Linked DNA regions of Hordeum vulgare: region 1 is linked to region 2. The links are chromatin contacts, called in public Hi-C maps. All regions are on one chromosome and are shown on one strand. The core of a region is the stretch at or near the end of the contact, and the rest is flanking DNA. Distances in the headings are between cores, read along the strand shown.

What was found. Hi-C and Micro-C count contacts between places; a contact is called where the count stands out from the background.
Region 1: a Hi-C map of seedling shows a contact between it and region 2, with 5 times the contacts expected there. The contact joins the promoter of LOC123441941 here to the promoter of LOC123444558 in region 2. A contact is called at or near these places in 2 of 6 Hi-C or Micro-C datasets (leaf and seedling) and 1 of 1 datasets of contacts at active chromatin or transcription factors (embryo).

Annotation. Positions count from the first base shown.
Region 1 is chr3H:509,137,974-509,143,629 of MorexV3_pseudomolecules_assembly, forward strand. It overlaps LOC123441941, which reads left to right and starts at 3,200. Exons shown (of 5, transcript XM_045118105.1): 1 at 3,200-3,635; 2 at 3,729-3,798; 3 at 3,936-4,418; 4 at 4,459-4,761; 5 at 5,340-5,656. The coding sequence starts at 3,479. The coding sequence ends at 5,526.
Region 2 is chr3H:508,819,758-508,825,512 of MorexV3_pseudomolecules_assembly, forward strand. It overlaps LOC123444558 (ultraviolet-B receptor UVR8), which reads right to left and starts at 2,589. Exons shown (of 8, transcript XM_045121326.1): 1 at 2,354-2,589; 2 at 1,293-1,448; 3 at 965-1,123; 4 at 197-358; 5 at 1-114. The coding sequence starts at 2,582.

The sequences.
Region 1 (5,656 bases), core at 1,950-4,449, 320 kb after region 2:
ACTTAATGAAAGACATATATTACAAAAAATATATCAATAAAAACTTTAGATGTTTTATTTTCTAATGATATAATTTTTATATTAAACAAAATATTTTATATAAGTCAAATTGATGACCTGAATATACGCGCATGTCTTATAAATTATGACGGAGAGAGTATGATATAATAGTATCATATGATACTTCTCACTGTGACCAGCCTAATACCGAGGAAACCTGTCACTGCCCGCGTGCCAACAACGATTATCTAGGCATTATTCATTTATTCTTCGTTTTGTATAGTCGCTGCAAATCGGTACTCGGCTTAGCCCGTGGTCCTCCTATATGGAGTAGAGTTATTTAAAAGTAGCTAGAAAGCGACGGTGCAGTACACCGTAAAGCTGTTGCAACCGTCGGCATCGACATGTACCTACCAACACGTCGTTAGGTTAACCCAATATTTATTAAGAAACACGAAGTCCAAGCGAGGAAGCATTATAAGAAAGATAATTCGGAACTCATTTTATGATGGAAAATGGAATTGCGTACCGTGGCAAGCCTGTGAAGGAATATAATTATTTTGACGGAAACAGGCAATACAGGTACAAACACCAAACATAACAGGATCTCAAAAAAGGAATATAATTATCGAAACGCATGACGAACGCAAATCAATCTATGATTGAATGGTTAGGAAAGCTGTGATATTCTTAGTTCATCGAGCTAGTCCTAAACTTATATTGATGCTCGCATTATTTTTAAATTTATTTTAGTATTTCGATGATATTTGATTAGTGAGAGATAAAGTTACGGTCGTTTTCGATGGCTTCGTAAAATTTTAAAATTTTCAGTCTTTTAAAGTTACTCATACCGGTGAGGTGCGCATGTATGCGTTTATTGTATATCAATGGTTTTGCTTGTACTGTGTTTAAAGTAAACTCAACAACGCTGCCGTGCGATAAGTGGCCAGATAGTTTTCCTTTGGGTCTGATGGTCGAGCAGGCTGCTAGGTGGAAAAGTAGTGGACAAATGGCAGGCTTACGAGTAGCTACGACCCAGTTACAGGCTTCCAAAAGGACCAAAACAGTCGGTAGCAGAGGCAGAAGCTCCCAGGGGTGCAAGTGCAGTTCTTAATTGTTTTGAGGGAAGAGAGACGGTGCATTGTGCATTTGGCCAGTCTGAAGTCTGAAGAGGGATAATTCTGCTGCTCGGTAGATGCTGAATTACCAAGGTCATCCTCATCCTCATTCGTCAGGTCAATGCCGTAGTACTATCTTTGGAACTTACGGAGTTGGAAGGAAGGAGGAACGTACTGAATTTACTAAGAGTATCTTCAACAGACGTGCACACGCGCAACATGTAATTTTTTTTACAGCACGTGTAAGTTTTTTTTGGTCTGAATAGGTAGTTGTTTCATCCGACGTTGTAAATTTTAACGCGCCGATGTAACGCTTCAACAAGCGCGCTAGAAGTACAGCGTGCCGCTCATATTTCAACCATAGTTTATAGATAGAAACTACTCATCGTCAATAGTTCATAGATAAAAATATAATTAATACATAAAAATGATTAAAAAAAACTACTCCTCGTCGTCCTCCCCTGACTCGCCGGTGTCCTCCTCCGACTCATCCGTCGTGATGAAGGCGTCAGTCCACCGTTCATCGTCGGAGTCCTAGGTCGACGTTTCTTCGAGCTCAATGTTCAAGAGGCTGTCCTCACATACGACTGTCCTCGTGATAGGCGGCTCGCTCCGCCCTTCTCTCCGCCCTCCTTTACGAAAAGAATTCGCGTTCGTCGAGGACGTCATGTGGGAACATTTGGAGCCACACCGTCATGGCATGCTCGTCCATCTGAGCGATGCCGAGACGGCTCTCCCGCCTCCGGTTCTTGCGGCGGTCCTCTTAAGTGACTAGTCATGGGGGAGGCGCGAGCCGCTGCGCCCAGTCCGCGTCATCACCTCGGAGAAATTCATCTCCCTACGAGGCCGTCAGAGGCGCCATGGCGTCGCGTCGTACGCGCGGGTGTCATCGGCGGCGTTGTCGAACATGCCGAGGCCGAGGCGCATCTCGCCGGAGCAGATATCGGCGAAGAATATGCCGGAAGGGCGCGCGTGAATGCCGCGGTAGCCCGAGCTTCCCCGGCGGCGCGGCGCCATGGAGACACGGTGGCGGCAAGGCGAGAAGGAAGAGCGACGGAGAGGGCGCGTGGCGAGGCAGAGCGAGGAAAGGGCGTATGGTGAGGTAGAGCGGTGGAAAGTACGCTTGGAGTGACGCTCGCTTTATAGTGCACGCGCCAAAACTGCCCCCCTTTTCCCGCGCGTTCGGATTTTTTTGTGCGCCACTTTTTGCCGCGCCCGATGGAGCGCGCCGCGCGGATGCTCACGCATAAAAATCGTTGTTTTTCACGTGTGCACGTTTTATTTGACGCGTCTGTTGGAGATGCTTTAAGGATATGCTCCGAGGGATACATACAGTCGACAGGTCACTACAGTAGTGCTATTGTCAGAACTTACGAACTCGCAATGTCAGTCTTGGAAGGTGCTCATAAAGATGAGTGTACGCATGTATGTAGGGCATGTATAATTTTTTGCGTCTGTATTATGTTAAAAGAAACTTGTAATGAAAATTTATTTGGACTGTCGCCATGTCGATCTTTTTGTTTATGTTAAAAGAAAAGAAAAATTCATGATCGGTTAGTTTCAATCATGCAACATACTGTTTTTATTTTAGACTTCCAGGGATGTTCCTTTTATGAGAGTCCATGTTTCGTCACTGTAAGACATTTGTGATAATTTTTAAAAATCTCAAGATGTTATATCGACTTAAAAGGTGTTCACAAAAATAACATGTGCGAGAGTGTGTTTATAAGGATGAATATATGTTTGTATATGTGAACTACTTTGATCGTAAGGTGTTAGAAAAAAAACATAGCGCGTGCTTGGCGTGACAACTGACAAGCAATCCTCAAACCAAGCAACAACAACAACAAAAAAAAAAATGCAACGACAAGATGAGTTATTAAACTCCAACTTCACCAGTGAAAAAAATATTTTAAGTAAGGAATGTGGCACGGTCTTGAATGGCGATTATTCCTTCCCATAAGTACCTACGAGGTGGGCCATCACATCCATCACCAGACGAAGGTCTAGGGCCAGCCTCCCTCATCTTCTCCATATAAATACTAGTTTCCCCCATTGCAATCCTCGGCCGCGAGAGATTCCCGAACCTAAACTATCCATCTCAGGAGGGCGACTCGGTCAGTGAGGCGTCCAACGCGACGCTAACGTCTCGAGCCACGGGAGCGTCGCTTGATCCTCGAACTGATCGTCGCACGCCGGCGCGCGGCCGTCCTCCCTCTCAGTCTCACTGCCGGCCGGCTTGCACATAACAAGTGTTTTCCCAAAGATCCACCGCACGGCGTACGTCTTAAATAGATCGTCGTGGCTGTAGCTTTGGTGACATCGCGCTCCTCCTTGTTCCTTTTGCCTTGTCGTCGTCGATGGAGAAGGGCATGGACGACTCCTACAACAAGGCGGGTGGCGCCGGCGAGGTCAGGAGGATCAACGTGGTGTACTTCTTGAGCCGCGGCGGCAGGACGGACCACCCCCACCTCTTCCGCATCAACCACCTACACCGCTCCGGCGTTCGCCTCCGTGGTACGTGCCTACCCACTGCCTCCTCCTCTTCTTATCGATCCATTTTGCATGCGGCTGATCGCAATGGCGTACTTGCCGTCGATTACAATTCAGATGTGAAGCGGTGGCTCTCGGAGGTCCGCGGCAAGGACATGCAGGACAACTTCTCCTGGGCTTACAAAAGGTAAGCGATTAACTAATTTTTGGGGTGCAATCGTTTCTGACTTTTTATTTCGGCAATGTTTTATGCCCCGTTGATTTGATTAGTAGCTGTTTCCGTTAATTGATTCTCGCCATTAATAATGGCCTGTTGAAGTGCAGGAAGTACAAGGCTGGGTACGTATGGCAGGACCTAATGGACGATGACCTCATCACGCCCATCTCTGACAACGAGTACGTGCTCAAGGGCTGCGACGTGCGAGGAACTCCTCCTCCTCCTTGCGCAGACGAGAAGAAACTGGACGGGAGAGAAGAGAAGGGCCGGAAGGTTTTGCCCTGCGATCAGAAGCAGGTCGAGGAGGAGCTCCAGGTGGCGCCGGACTCCGACGAGAACTCCCCGAAGCCGCCGCCGCCGGTCGACCAGGACTCGCCGAGCAGCGAGGGCGAGGCGGCGCGTTTCAGGATCGTCCTGCCGCTGGACCTTCAGGAGCGAAAGCGGCGGCAGCAGGAGGCCACGAGAAGTGCGGCCATCGATCAGCAGGCGTTGGTGGTGCGGGCGGCGGCGCCGGGCGGCAAGAAGCAGCAGCCGGCCGCGGGGAGGGCGCCGAGGATGCGCGTGGCGCGGGTTCTCCACAGCATCCTGACGTGCGGCGCGGCCGACTCCGTGGACGCCGCTGCGCTGCAGCCCGTCGCGCTCCCTCGGCGGAGCGGCGCCGGCCGAGACGACGACGACGACGACGGGTGGCGGGACGCGACGCCCGTGTGCCCCGGCATGGACGGCTGCGGCATCCAGTGAGTGCAGTACTTTTGGATTCGATTCAATCAAACGACCTACAGTTTCTGTTACTGATTCTGGAGGACGTGGCAGCATGAACAGGAAGGCGAGGCTGCGGCGAGCCGGCGGGAAGGACAAGGCGAAGCGGGAGGGACGGAAGCGGGACGGCGCCGTCGCGGCGGCGCACAAGCCGGCGAGCCTGCCGCTCTGCTCGTAAGCCCCACTCCTTCCTCCCTCCTCCGTTGGTCGTAGAGTATGACTCGCTCGGTGATAGGTTCTCTCGACTGACCGGGTCGTGTGCACATCGGCTTAGTTCGGTGCGGGTGCTCTATCATGGATTGGGCCTGGGTACGTCTTCCGAACGTATGCAGAATTGCAATATGCAGTGTCCAACTGCGACGGCCCTGGCCCTTTGGCAGTACGAATGGGTTGACTTGGTCTTTAAGGTTAGCCCGTCGGATTTGGTGTGGGCCATTTCGTCCTTCTTGGGCCAGCCTTGAGCTCGCCTAGCTAGGCGTAAAGAAACCCCATTCTGGTTGGGGTGGGCTGGCCACACACTAGCCCTAGAAAAAGTCTAGACTAAATTCAAAAGGTGTGGTCCAGGTGAAACGTTGAGCCGGAAGTTTGTACGGCCCACCAAAGTCATGACGTTCAGCTTCAGAATTTTATGTCAAAAAAAGGCTTCAATGCTTTTTTATTTTCAGTAAAAAAGAATTTTGTTTTGTTTTGCGAGTAAATTAATTCGAGGGATCGGGGTATTGATGTCGTGCAATGATCTTCACCCCTTGCAGGCAGTGCGGGAAGGAGTTCAAGCCGCAGGATATGCACTTGCACATGCAGTCATGCAGGGGCTTCAGGGCGCGGATGAGGAGCAGCAACGGCACCCGTGGCACGGATAGGAACCACACGAGAAGCGCCAGGGCCGATGATTCCTCCCCGGAGAGACCATCCACCGGGCTCCTCCTCACTCAGTCGTGATGTGATCAATGTTCCGAGATGTAAATGTGAATATTTAGGTGTGTGCGAATTACTTTGGAATTGTTTAGGTTGGTGTTCATACAATCGAAAAAGCTACATCTGTGTAGTGTTTCTTACGATTTTTTTAAAA
Region 2 (5,755 bases), core at 1,339-3,838:
GGTGCCATCCTAATGCCACTTGAGAAATACTCAAAGAGGGAAAGGCTGCCCGAGGTTGGTCATCATCATGTTCACCAACTAATGCTCTTCCCCAGATGTACAACTGTCCAGATTCTGTCGCATTCAATGAAAGGGAAATTATTAGGCCAAGTATCAAATATAAGAGAGTTGGTAACTGCAGATTTCCAATGCTTACCATCCAATGCAGCACTATGATCTCCATTGGCATATAAATTCACTATTTTACAGTTTGGAAAACCATCAATTAATCTAGGAATACTATAAATCTTCTGATTTTTGGAAGCAGATTTACCAACTTGTCCCCGTCTTCCTGAGCCAAATCCATAAACGGAATTATCTGGAAGAAATAAGATTAATGCGTCATTTACAAACAATGCACATGGGCCAAATTTGATTAATGTGTCATTTATCTAGAAGAAAGAATTCTGTTATAAAGGAGAAATGGTATGGTCAATAAATTTCCAGCTGTCTGGTGAAAAGATCCTACGACCATGATGATCCAACTTTTTCCCCTCCTTAGTAGCTTCATCATCAAGAAATAGCTATCCACGTGCCAGAACCATGACTTGGTTTTGAGATCTTATGGGCTTCAGCTCTGGCCTACCCCAACATGTTTGGGACTGAAAGGCTTTGTTGTTGTTTAATAGCTTCATTTATAGATTTTTTGCTTTTCATAATTTTCAGCAAGTTGCTGCCCTGTTTTCCCCATAAAAACAGGATACCGAGATATTGATTGTACTCCCATGCGGATGTCAGAACCTTAGGGAAGGCATAAATGAGTCGCCATAGATCTTAGGTGTTGCCAGGGACTAGAAATATTACTGATCAAGTTGTTATGGAAAAGGTACTACCAGCGTAAATTTGTGTTGTTTCATGAACAAGCGTTTTCTTATAAATTAATGTGTACGTTAATAGTCTGTCACAAACTCGCAATTCTACCTACCTTTCAATAGGACAAGAGAATGACGCATCCCAAATGCAAGCTTCTCGACATGCTTTGTGGTAAAGGATGACACTTCAAATGGCAAGTTCCTTGACTGATTATCACCGGTGCCAAGCTGTCCAAATGAGCCATCTCCGCACATGAAGAGTTGTCCAGAATCTGAAAATAACAACTAGAAACATCACAGCAAAGATCATCAGTGATAATTCACTTTCCAAACAAAATAAGACAACAGCTCCAAAGCAAACAAAATAAGAAACAGTCTGTCATGAGACGTTAAGAGCAAAATGGAAGTAAAACATAAATGAGTGGTTCAGAATTTGGAGACCTGTAGCAAATCCAGAATGGTTCCATCCAGTAGACACACAGGTTACTGTGTAGTTTTCAAAGAACTTAACGAACTTTGGATGAGCGATGTTCTCTAGGTTTCCATGGCCAAGCTGACCATGGGTACCTCTGCCCCAAGTAAATACTTCACCATCACCTGAAATGTTGAGCAAAGATTTTCAGAAAACTAACCCATATTGGTCTAGTCCGACATCAATGAGGGGGAAATGTCCTCTCTTTTTTTTTTTGAGGGGGAGGGGAAAATGGCCTCTGATGCATAGACAAGTTTTTCTTAAGTCGCTGGTAAAAATGGCACAGCGAGGCAACAAGATACGGTTGCCTCCAACTCCAAGTCAACAGATCATCTTCAACAGACAAAGTATGTTGACAATTAAAATGTCCAGGGAGAGATAAGCGTGTCAAAATGCTTTAATCATTCCTACTCGCCAAGATGGAAAGCGGACTTACTCGCCAAGATGGAAAGCGGACTTGAACTGAAAAGCAACTTGATCACTGAGCCGAATAACAACTTGGTCACTGAACTGAATAGCAACTTGATCACTGAACAACACAATGTTGTATCACCGTATGAAACTGTGGATATAAGATCCTCGCTTGTATTGCCAAGTTGGACAAGGAGACAGTTCTAAAACTGTGCGGTAGAACTCTATTCCTACCGAACAGCGTGGCTATCATATAAGTCCACAATGAATATGCATATGCAAATCCAGCTCAAGGAACGAGATGACGGATGAGGATGTCCAGACAAGAGTCATGGGACACAGGGACCTAGAAGTAGGCAGGCAAGTAGCTGAATGTACAAGAAGGAAAACCTGCAATACAACTCAAACTCTCTGAAACTGTGATTCTATGGTTGCCAAAACCCATTGTCGTGCACAAACTCGTCACCAATCTAAGTTATCCAATCGAGTTCAGCTTCTACCCATGTGAGAGCCGTGTAATTACTAGACGGCGAGGACCACGAAGACCAGGCTCGTCTAACCAAATTCTGTGGAGAAAGATCCTACTAAGGTGGGGTATCTGAACGAAGACAGGACGTACTTGTGAGGGCGATGGCGTGGGCGCCGCCGCCGGCGATGAAGGAAACGCGGCCGCGGCAGCGAGGCGGGAGGAGGAGCGGCTGCGGGAGATGATGGTCCTGGAAGCCGCCGTTCCCCAGCTGCCCGTCCGTGCCCGCGCCCCAGGTCCAGGCCCAGGCTTCCTCCGGCTCCTCTTCAGCCGCCGCCGCCACCGCCGCCGCCGCCATGGCGCCCTCGGGAAGAGAGGTCATCTGTGTCGGCTCGATTTGCCCCGTGGTGTCAGTGTCACTCGAATTACTGAGACGACACCGTCCGATCAAGAAGCGAATGGTCACGATGTCCCATAACAGAGGGAGACACTTTTTTCTTTTCTTTTGATAATACAGAGGGGGGCACTTTAATCCTCTCTTATCTTCCAGAGCAATTGTAGTATATGCTTTGTTTTAGGGGTGAAATTAAGGATTGTGAAAAGAGCAAAAGATTAGATCCGTCGACTCAGATCATCGGGGGTGTTAGTAGAATATGTGTGCATAATTTACTGGAGTAGACTGGTTACAAAACCTATTAGGAAAATGTGATAATGAAACCAGAAGGAGAATATTGCTCCTGATGTGGCGTGCTTGGTGGTTGCGAGATGATTGCATTCATGCAGATGGAAAGTCGTTGATTGGACAATCAGTTTGTTTCCTAGTAAAATACGCTGAGGAAACATGCTTGGGAGGCGACGAGTGCGTGGAGCACTCGAAGGGTGGACGGTGGACTAACCATCAAGAGAATGATCCTGTGAACCAGAGGCGAATAGAAATAAGGGAGGGAAAGAAACCCCAAGGGCAGCGCTCTGGGGAAGATCAGATGATCAGGGGCCGTGGTGCGCTACATGCAGGTCAAAGCACTCCACTGATCTTGGGACAAAAGCAAGATGTGAGTAGCAAGTGGGAACCACCTGACAAAGACTGGTGGAAACTGAACACAAATACCTCTTTCCTAGCCAATACGGGTGACACTACGGCAGGAATAATTGTTAGAACGCATGAAGGTATGGTGGCGATGGCATGTGGACAGCGAATGCACGCATGCACGGATCCAGAATAAGCTGAGTTGGCTGCTGTATTGTACGGGCTCTCAGTCCTTAGCAAATACTACAGGGGTCCAGTGAATGTGGAATCGGATTGTGCATCTATTGTTTTGCTGCTGAACAGTAAGGGGACAAACCAGTCTTGTCACTTCCCACTAATCGCAGATGTCGAGCACATCAAAAAGGAGTTCAAGGAGGTAACTTTCAGATTTATTAACAGAACCAACAACAAGCTGCCACATGAGCTTGCTGCTCTGGCCAGGAGACACGGTGACTACTTCAAGTTAGGAGATGTTCCTCCCTTTTTAAGGAATATTCTCAGAGAGGATTGTAACTGCTTCCCTCTTAATTTGTAAAGTTGTGGCTGGTATGTTTTCTCAAAAAAAAAAAGAATATGTGTGCATAAAGACAAGTATATGTATGTATGTGAGTCCCTACTCATGTACTGTATTTTTTAAAACAAAAAAAACTCTTTGAGTAGTTGCACAATTGCACGAATTGTTTGCTATTGAAAACGATCTTCTTTAGGTTTTCTAGATCCATTGTGTCATTATCCCTCCTCTCCGTAGGTCGTTGCCCCTTCTCTTTCACCGGCTCTACCCATGGCGGGTGCGGGGAAGTATTGATTTATCAAACTGAACTATAATTTATTTTACTTTGGGTATTTTGGTAGGGTTATACAATGGTGTTCCGTTAATAATAATGGTGATAGCGTCGATGTATCGAAAAAAGTTTCCTTGAGGGCTAGTTCGTTTGCTAGCTTTTTTGAGCTTCTAGGCAACTTATTCTAAAAGCCCAATTAAAAATATATTTTTGAAAGTCAAGTCTTAATTAGGAGGATTCTAAAATAATAATTTTGGTTGGGCTTCTAGAATAAGCTGGGTAGGGGGCAACTTATTTCAGTTTATTTTAAAATCCAGCAAAAGAACTAGCCCTCAGCCTCATTGTCTCAATGATGATGTGGGTTGCGGCAATCAATGGCTCGTGAGTGTAGATGCCTACCGACCTCTCTAGTAAGGATGTGATCCCTCCCATCGGGGAAGGGCCAAGGTCTACCGCACCTCACTTCCTTCGCTTCGGCTCCCCCTCGTCGCCGACAAAGGGTGGGGTCGGGCAAAGCCCGATCGTCGTCGGAGGCGGCATGGCATCTTCGTAGCCACATGCGGGAGGGCTAGCGCGGGTCGGTCGACCTGGATCTGGTCATGACGTTCTCGCGGGGCGCCGCTGCACGGACCCAGATCGACACAGGTGATGGGGCGCGGGTGTGTTGGTGGCGTGACGGGCTATGCAACGGTGGTGCTCGATCGGTGTGGTGATGGCGTGAAAGCACATATGCTCCCTTGGTGATTTTGATAATTCATGACAACATACATTGTCTCTTGGACTAACACTTTTACCTAGATATTTCAGAACAGTCCATGGGGATGATGTGGCTAAAGGCTTATGTGGAGATGCCCCTTGATGCAAGAAAGGAATAGGATTGGCTCAAGCTTCAAGCTAGAAGACTCTTCATTTTATATTTGTGATAAATCACATTTGAGTCCATAGGAATGCCAATACTATTAAAAGGGGGTGAGGTATTAAAATGAACTGGTTGCTCAAGTGCTCAAAGTTGGCCACCAAAATACCCAGTCATTTTTCCCACATAACCATTCTGTCAAATTCCACATACTCAAATTCGGTGTCACCAACTTTCATATTTCGGACCCACCGAGTGACCTCACATAGAAACCCTAGCCATCCCACCAAATCGGTGCAACCGAATCCATATCGGTGCTACCAAGTTTGGGTGACCAACTTTCTGGTGCCTCGTGACACAAAATCGGAATCTCTGAGTTTGAGTATCGATGCCACTGAGTTTGGCCATCTAACCGTTAGCCACATTTTCGGTGCCACCAAGTTTCATATATCGGTCTCACCGAGATTAGAAATTTCATACTTTTAGTGCATGTCGGTACCACCGAGTTTCCCACTTCGGTGTCACCGAGTTTGCCACTTTGGGTGTAACGGTTGGATTTTGTGTGGTACCTATATATACCCCTTCACCCACCTCTCATTCATGAGAGAAGCACTCAGAACACACACCTTATTTTGATCCCTCAATTGGTATCAGAGCAAGGTCTCCAAAACCTTGGTTTAACTCCTATTGGAGGAAGATGAATGTGACTAGTTGACGGATTTTTAGTTGTAGAGTATTTTAGACAATGGAAAGATGAAATGCTTGATATATTTGATGAGTTCCATTTGCGCAGGTATGTTGAATATCCCTATGTGCCTCCCATTGATCCCATACATCCTTCTCATGATGATGAAGTTGATATGCTTGGTAATCTTAACACTGTTAGTCTA